2 separate regions of the Sus scrofa genome follow, and region 2 is linked to region 1. The links are chromatin contacts, called in public HiChIP or PLAC-seq maps. All regions are on one chromosome and are shown on one strand. The core of a region is the stretch at or near the end of the contact, and the rest is flanking DNA. Distances in the headings are between cores, read along the strand shown. Region 1 holds the start of DTNBP1 (dystrobrevin binding protein 1). Region 2 holds the start of GMPR (GMP reductase 1).

Region 1 (4,017 bases), core at 813-3,312:
GAGTTATCTACGACATTCTCTTGCTATCATTCCAGTATCATACCCCAATTTTTCAATACAATAATTTACATTCTGAAAATTACCTTTTAAAGGGGTAAAAAATGGGAGTTCCCGTCGTGGTGCAGTGGTTAATGAATCCGACTAGGAACCGTGAGGTTGCGGGTTCGATCCCTGCCCCTTGCTCAGTGGGTTAAGGATCTGGCGTTACTATGAGCTGTGGTGTAGGTTGCAGACACGGATGGGATCCTGCATTGCTGTGGCTGTGGTGTAGGCCAGCGGCTACAGCTCCGATTCGACCCCTAGCCTGGGAACCTCCATATGCCGAGGGAGCGGCCCTAGAAAAGGTAAAAAGGGAGTTCCCGTCGTGGCTCAGCGGTTAACTAATCCGACTAGGAACCCTAAGGTTGTGGGTTCGATCCCTGGTCTTGCTCAGTGGGTTAAGGATCTGGCGTTGCTGTGAGCTGTGGTATAGGTCACAGACGTGGCTTGGATCTGGAGTTGCTGTGGTTCTGGTGTAGGCCGGAGGCTACAGCTCTGATTAGACCCCTAGCCTGGGAACCTCCATATACCACAGAAGCGTCCCTAGAAAAGACCCAAAAAAAGAAAAAAGAAAAAAGAAAAGGTAAAAAGACAGAAAAAGGGGGGGGGGTAAAAAATGAAAGCATGCAAGCACACCATCAACGAATTAATTCCTAAGGACATCAAACCGAGACTACGAAAAATGCTTTACACGTGGTAAGTACTCAAGTATTCACTAGTTCGCTACTACTCAGCCCCCAAGAGGCAAACACTTTTGACCCATAGGATAGAAGGTGAGTAACATCTTACTCATCAGAAATGTAAATAAAACATGATGGAGAGGCCTCTCCACATTCAGAACATTTTCCAAAGGATTCCTGACCTAAAGGTAAAGATCAAGTGACACCCTTTTTAAAGCAATGGAAAAGTTAAAGTGAAATAAGCACTAAATAACAGCAATAGTGACAGTGATTACTGTGTGTTGGGGATGTTAATCTGTTAATCCTTCACAATAGCCCTATGAGATGATACCATCTTCAACCTCACTGTGCAGCCGTGGAAACAGGCAGAGTAACCTGCAGAAGTAAGTTTGCTTAAGTGGCAGAGATAAGAGCCCAGGCAGTCCGGCATTAAGAGCCTATGCCTGCGGTTCCCTACCTGCCGCACACTGGAATCACCTGCGGGTCTTTAAAACTTCATCCCCAGCCCAATGTAATGGATATGACTGGGGACCTGGGCACGAGGGCGGCTAAAGGTTCTCAGGTGATTCTAAGCAAAGTTCGGGAACCGCTGGTCTTTGTGCGCTGCCCACGATGTGTCTCATTTCACTAGGTAGTCATGGCACTGCTGCAGTTCCGTTTCTAGAGTTTCTTCACCGAAGCATTCAACCCGAGGCAAAAGTCGAGAGAGAAAGCAAAAGGGGAAGAGGCGCCAAGCTTGGCAAGGGTTCGGCGCGAGCGCCAGGGCCGGACAGGACGCGCGGCGGGGCCGGGGCGGGTGAAGATTGCGGCCCCGGCGACCTCGGCCTGGGGAGGAGGGGCGGCAGAACCCGCGAGGCCCGAGCGGGCAGGGGTCTCGGAGGCGTGGGAGGGGGCCGAGGGGGCGCAGGGCCACCGTCCACGGTGGGGTGGGGGCGGCGCGCTCGCCTCCCACACACCCGCCCAGCTGCCGGGAGGGGGGCGCACGATCCCCCGCGCGCCGCTGCCTTCCCGACCGGCTCCCGGGCCGAGGGCGCGGGTCAGAGCCTGCCCGGTGAGACCTAAGTTACTTTGGGCGGCCGAACCCACGCCGGAAAGTTCGTTACTTTTCTCCGCGGGGCGGGGATGGGGTGGGACGCGGCTGGACCCGGGAGCGCGGAGGGAAGAGCGGAGGCGTCCCGGGCGCCCTTGTCTCCTCGGCCCGGCCCCCCAGGTCCCTTTCCATCCCCACCGTGTACCCACCCGGAGGTGAAATCCTGCTGCACGCTCAGCAGCCGCTCGCGCAGGGTCTCCAGCATCGTCCCTGCTGCCGCTGCCGCCGCCGCCGCCGCCGCCGCCGCCGCCGCGGTCCTGTCTCCCGTCCTCAGGCCGGCACCGCCACCTTCGGCCCCGCGCCGCCGGGGAGCCCCGCACCTGTCACCTCGCACCCCGCACTCTCCCGGCCGGCCCCGCCCCCGGCCCGCTCTCGCCTCCGCGCCACGGCCCCTTCCGCGTTCCCGCCCCCGACTCGCGCGCTCCCGCCCCGCCCCGCCCCGGCCCGCGCAGCCGCAGTGGGCCCGGCCGGGCTCCGGCTGCGGAAAAGGGGCGGTCCTTTCCGCTCTGCTGAGAAAGTCAGTAGCTCTGACGCCCTTTTTAACCCAGGCCAGGCCCTTTGGTTTTCCTATTTAAAATTGAGGCGACATCGTGAAGAATGTTTTAGGTAGAGGGCTTGAGTGTAGCATTGTTTTCACGGTTTGGAAGAGGGTAGGATCCATTTTTTTTGCATAGTGTTCAAAACCATTTCGTGGACGCTAGGGCCAGGATCTGACCCGCTGGCTTTGCCCTTGGATGAGAAAGCTAACCATTCTGAGCCTTCGTTTCTTTTTTTTCTGCTGTTTAGGGCCGCACCTGCTGCATATGCAAGTTCCCAGGCTAAGGGTTGAGTAGGAGCTACAGCTGCGGGCCTACGCCACAGCCAGGCCAGATCCCAGCCGCGTCTGCGACCTACACCACAGCCCACAGCAAGGGGGATCCTTAACCCATGAGTGAGGCCAGAGATGGAACTCGAGTCTTCATGGATACCAGTTGGGTTCAGTTCGTCACCGCTGAGCCACAATGGGAACAACTGAGCCTCAGTTTCTTCACTGATAAAACAGGAATAATCAACTGTTTTGACATCCTTTCCGTTGTCTCTTCATCCTACCCCATCAGGCTTTTGTGTCCTTCACAGCAAAGGAGGTGGCCTCTTTTGAGTTGCCAATGGCTGCCATGTTGCCCATACCATTTGTTACTTGTCTGCCCTGATTTTTTTTTCTCCACATTTCAGTGGCTCTCATGAAGTCACTTAACCCCATTTTCAAGACATATTCTTGCCTTCAAGGACACCATACTTGCTTTCTCCCTCCCTGTACACTCATCCTCCTGTTTGAGCTTCTGCTCCCAAGGCTACAGCTCCAGCCTTCCGCTCTTCTCCAGGTATGTTCGGTCCCTGGGTTAGTCTATCCATTACGATGCTGTAAATTCTACGGAGGCACTGGCGATGCCCAAGTCTCCATCTTCAGCCCTCTCCTCCCTCCCCCTCCTTCAGTTCATACCAGTGGCTTACTCCACATGTATCCAACAGGTTATCTCGAAATCCAAATACCTAAAACTGAAAATTTGATTGCATACTCACCTCTTCATCTAACCCCAGTCTCTTCCATTTTGTAAGTGGCACCACTATCCGCCAAGCTGCTCAAGTTAAGCCACCTGAAATTAGCGGTTTCCCCTTTTCCATATTAATTCAAGTCCAATCAGCTCTATTAAGAAGTATTGCTGGAACCTGCTCCCCTCTCTCCATCTTCACAATACTCACTCTGGTCCAAGGCAGTAGCATCTTTCACCAGAAACACTGACAGGTGTCCTGATTCTACTCTTGCGCCATGCACACTCCTGTGCTGTGTGCACATCCTTCACACAGCAAAGAGAATTATTTAGGGAGTTCCCATCATGGCCCAATGGAAATGAACCTGACTAGCATCCATGAGGATGCAGATTCAATCTCTGGCCTTGCTCAGCGGGTTAATCTCCAACATTGCCGAGAGCTGTGGTGTAGATTGCAGACGCAGCTCAGATCCCATGTTGCTGTGGCTGTGGTTACAGCTCCAGCAACCACAGCTCCAGCAGCTCCAGCTCCAATTTGACTCCTCGCCTGGGAACCTCCATATGCTGCGAGTGTGGCCCCCCAAAAAACAACAAATAAAAAAGACAAAGAGAATTATTTAAAAGAGCAATCATATTGTGTTGCTCTCCAGCTCTAAATCCTTCTGTGCCTTTGAAAATA
Region 2 (4,017 bases), core at 549-3,048, 530 kb after region 1:
CCTTCCCAGAGTTCCGAAGGGCAGGTTCCAACGAATTTCCCAGGCTAATCAGGGAAGGGGATGCAGAGACTGTGGAGGAGCAGTGTAGCCTTGGGGCAGGGTCCTGGTTCCCCTTCAAGGGGTATGCATAACTGTATCTTTGAGCTCTTCTACTGAACTAACCCCCCCCCCCCAAATGGAAGATGGTCACTACTTGATGAAACATTCTTCATTCCAAAAAAGATCAAGCTGCGACAATCTCAAGAACCACCAGAACCTGTGTTTGTATACACCCTGATCCTTTTCTGTGGCCCTATTTTTTTTTTTTTTTTTCTTTTTGCCATTTCTACAGCCGCACCTGCGGCATATGGAGGTTCCCAGGCTAGGGGTTGAATCGGAGCTGTAGCCACCAGCCTACGCCAGAGCCACAGCAACGCGGGATCCCAGCCATGTCTGCAACCTACACCACAGTCACAGCAACGCCGGATCCCTAACCCACTGAACAAGGCCAGGGATCCAACCTGCAACCTCATGGTTCCTAGTTGGATTTGTTAACTACTGTGCCACGATGGGAACTCCTCTGTGGCCCTATTTTCCACTTGGAAACTGTAAGACCCCTTTCTATTCTCTCCCAAAGGAGGGCACCGCCTTTAGGGCATTAGCCTGCTGTGGCCTCCTTTGCCTCGCAAAGTAGTAAAAGCTACTCCTTTTTACCTCACCCAAAACTCTGTCTCGGTGATTCTATTTGGCACAGGTGGAGAGAGGCTAGCTACGCTGCCGCAAAACATCTTCATTGGGTTGTTGTGAGATTGAAGAAGGTGGTGCAGGCCAAGCTCTTACGCACATTCCTAGTGTATAAGAAGGGCTCGGTGTGGTCAACAAGTGAATTAAAAATAAACTGACATCGGAGTTCCTGTAGTGGCGCAGCGGAAATGAATCCGACGAGGAACCATGAGGTTGCAGGTTTGATCCCTGCCTAGCTCAGTGGGTTAAGGATCCAGCGTATTGGTGAGCTGTGGTGTAGGTTGCAGATGCGGCTCAGATGTGGTGTTGCCCTGGCGAACGCCAGCACCTGTAGCTCCGATTAGACCCCTAGCCTGGGAACCTTCGTATGTGAGGGTGTAGCCCTAAAAAGCAAAAAAAAAACAAAAACAAAAAACAAAACAAAACAAAACACAAAAAACTGACATCACCAATAACTCAAAGGGACTCAGGTACCTGAACCCAGGATCTGTGCCAACTGTAGACTTCAAACCAACCAACCAACAAACCAGTCCCTAACATCCAAAGGGATCCTAAAAATGCCTCAACAAACCCAATGCTGCAAAACAGATTCACCTGCCCACTCTTAATTCTATCCAGTTCCCAGGGGTTTCTTAGTTTTTGGCACGTGGGCGGTGTGACTCAGCATCTGCTGAGTATTAGGGCTTGACATTAGAGAAAGGAGAAGGGAAACCTTTCAAGGAGTGGACTTTTCCTTGGGTGAGGAGGTCACAGGGCAAGTCTTGGCCGTACCCTTGGTGACAGCACATTGTGAATTCTCCCCCTCACTCCCTAACCCCCCCTCCCCATACACCCTTCGGTCACCGTACTAAGCGAGGCGATAAGAAACGGGAGCGGGGAGGGGGGAGGTGGTTAAAATGTCACACGTGCGAACTTCTTGCGTGCGCCTGGTTTCTCCCCATCTCGCCTATCCTTTCTGGCCCGCACCGAGGTCTCCCGCGCGGGGAGGGGTCAGGGGCGGGGCCGGCGGAGCGAGAGGGCGGGTCTAGCGGGGCCGGAGGCGTCCAGAGGCCAGAAGGGCGCAGCGTGCGCGCTCAGCGGCCCGCAGGCACCCGCCGGGGCCGAGCAACTCGCCTTCTCGCGGCGCCGCCCCGCCCCAACCCTCTGTGGGCCCCGCCCCCGCCCTCCGCGGGCCCCGCCCCCGCCCGCTCCCGGCCCCCACCTCCCCCGGCGCCCGCGCTGCAGGAAGGAGCTGCGGGCTCCAGCCCCTCTGGTCGAGCGCGCCGCTCGGCACCATGCCCCGCATAGATGCGGACCTCAAGCTGGACTTCAAGGATGTCCTTCTCCGACCCAAGCGAAGCAGCCTCAAGAGCCGAGCCGAGGTGGGCCCCTTCATAGCCGCATTGGGGTGGGATTTTTTTTTTTTTTTCCCCGTGTGGCGCGAGGGAGGTGGGTGCAAGGCGCCAGAATGGGCCAACATTGCCAGCTTTTTTAGTATGTCTGGAGATGGATGGGACGCTGACCTCTTTTGCCCTCGCACCACCGTGAAAAGGAAAAGCCAGCTGGTTCTTTGCAAGGACAGGAGGTGTCTTTAAGGGCCCGGGCTCCGGCCCAAAATTCTAAATACGTCCGGTTGAGTGGGCAAGGGGGAAACACACAGAACTTGATCCTAGGGTAGCGAAGATCAGGTGGTCAACTGATTTAGAAAGAATGGCGGGGGATGGGGGTTGAGGTGTGCTTATAGAGAGAAAATGATACGGTGGAGCCGGAGTATAAAGGGAGAGGAAAGATTTTGGCAGTGTTTCCTGGTGCGGAGAACTCCGGCCGCTTTAGGATCAGGTCTAGCAATGGAATTTTTTTAAAGGTCTGAAAAGCAGGGCAACTCCAGGGCAAAAGTTCAACGTTTACTTTCCGCATTTCGGTGACCTTTTGAGAGCGAGGCTGGGGACCTGTGCCTGGTGGCACCCTCTTACTGGACAGCTGCAGTCCAGTCCAGTTCTTTGGGAAGCTGAAAGCAGTGGAGTGGGGGCAGTGGGACCAATGGGGTGGTCAGTTGTGCTAGTTGTGCCTTAGTGAAAGCAAAGCCTGAGGGACGACAGGTGGAGGCCGGCCTGGAGATAGGGAGTGGGGGGCAGGGAAAGGTCAAATCTTGAAGGATAAACTAGTTGCACAGAAAGACAGAGTTCCCTGGAGGAGTGGGTGCTGGTGACCGTGGTTTTGCCTGGTGGGCTGAGAGCTGGAGAGGAAGGGGAAACTGCTGGGTCTGGAGACTGGGGTTGCAAAAGTAAACAGGGGGAGGCTGAGCCAGCTTGCTGCTCCCCCTCCCCCCGCACGACCATAAATAAATCCCCTTGCAGGAACTGGGCTGCCTGCCTGTGCCCAGGCCTGACTCTTAAGTGCAGTGCCTGGTGCTGCCAGTCGAGGGCTTGCGTGGATTAAGGAAGCCTCTTGATTTGCGAGTGACCAGAACCAGCTCACCTTCTCAAGCAGGTGGTCGCACCCTTGATGATTAATCCTTCTCATCCTTGATTGGTCAGCTCTGCTCCTGACCAGTCTGGTCCTTCATCATGCCCTTGCAGGTGCCAAAGAGTGGGGCAGACACTTAGAAGCAAAATCAACAGCTGGGGTGGCAGGCCTGAGTTTCCTCAAGTCTAAGCAGTGTAGCTGGTGCCTGAGGCCAAGACAAGATGTGTTTATTCTGGGCAGACAGATGATTTGGGGGCCTCAGCAGCCTAAATGGTCACAGTTCACTTAGTAGAGAGAAACTCCTTTTAAGAAAAATGAAGAGTTCCTGTCGTGGCTCAGTGGTTAACGAATCTGACCAGGAACCATGAGGTTGTGGGTTCGATTCCCGGCCTTGCTCAGTGGATTGGGGATCTGGCGTTGCTGTGAGCTGTGGTGTAGGTTGCAGACATGGCTCGGATCCCCCGTGGCTGTGATGTAGGCCCGCGGCTACAGCTCTGATCAGACCCCTACCTGGAAACTTCCATATGCCGTGGTTGCGGCCCTAGAAAAGGCAAAAAGACACACACACACACAAAAAAAAAAAAAAAAAGAAAGAAAAAGAAAAGGTATATGTTTAGAACTTCTGAACCAGGAACCTCTTGACGGTAAGTCATTTAGGGTTTATGCGATAGGACGAATTACTCTTTCTAGGGTATGATGTCATATGCCTCGTTTAGTTTCCTAGTTTGGGCGGATTGAAACTGTTAGCCACCCAGCTTCCCATGGCCCCTTGCAATCTACGTGTTCGTGTAGCAGTGAGATCTCTGTGCCCTTGAGAGGTGTGTTCACATTTCCGTGTTTGTGGGAGTT

Evidence for each region. HiChIP or PLAC-seq counts read pairs in DNA pulled down with a chosen protein or histone mark.
Region 2: an H3K27ac HiChIP or PLAC-seq map of alveolar macrophages shows a contact between it and region 1. The contact joins the promoter of GMPR here to the promoter of DTNBP1 in region 1. A contact is called at or near these places in 2 of 2 datasets of contacts at active chromatin or transcription factors (alveolar macrophages and skeletal muscle).

What each region holds. Positions count from the first base shown.
Region 1 is chr7:11,718,094-11,722,110 of Sscrofa11.1, forward strand. DTNBP1 (dystrobrevin binding protein 1) reads right to left here and starts at 2,063. Exons shown (of 10, transcript NM_001098600.1): 1 at 1,959-2,063. The coding sequence starts at 2,014.
Region 2 is chr7:12,252,595-12,256,611 of Sscrofa11.1, forward strand. It overlaps GMPR (GMP reductase 1), which reads left to right and starts at 1,799. Exons shown (of 9, transcript XM_001929120.7): 1 at 1,799-2,084. The coding sequence starts at 1,998.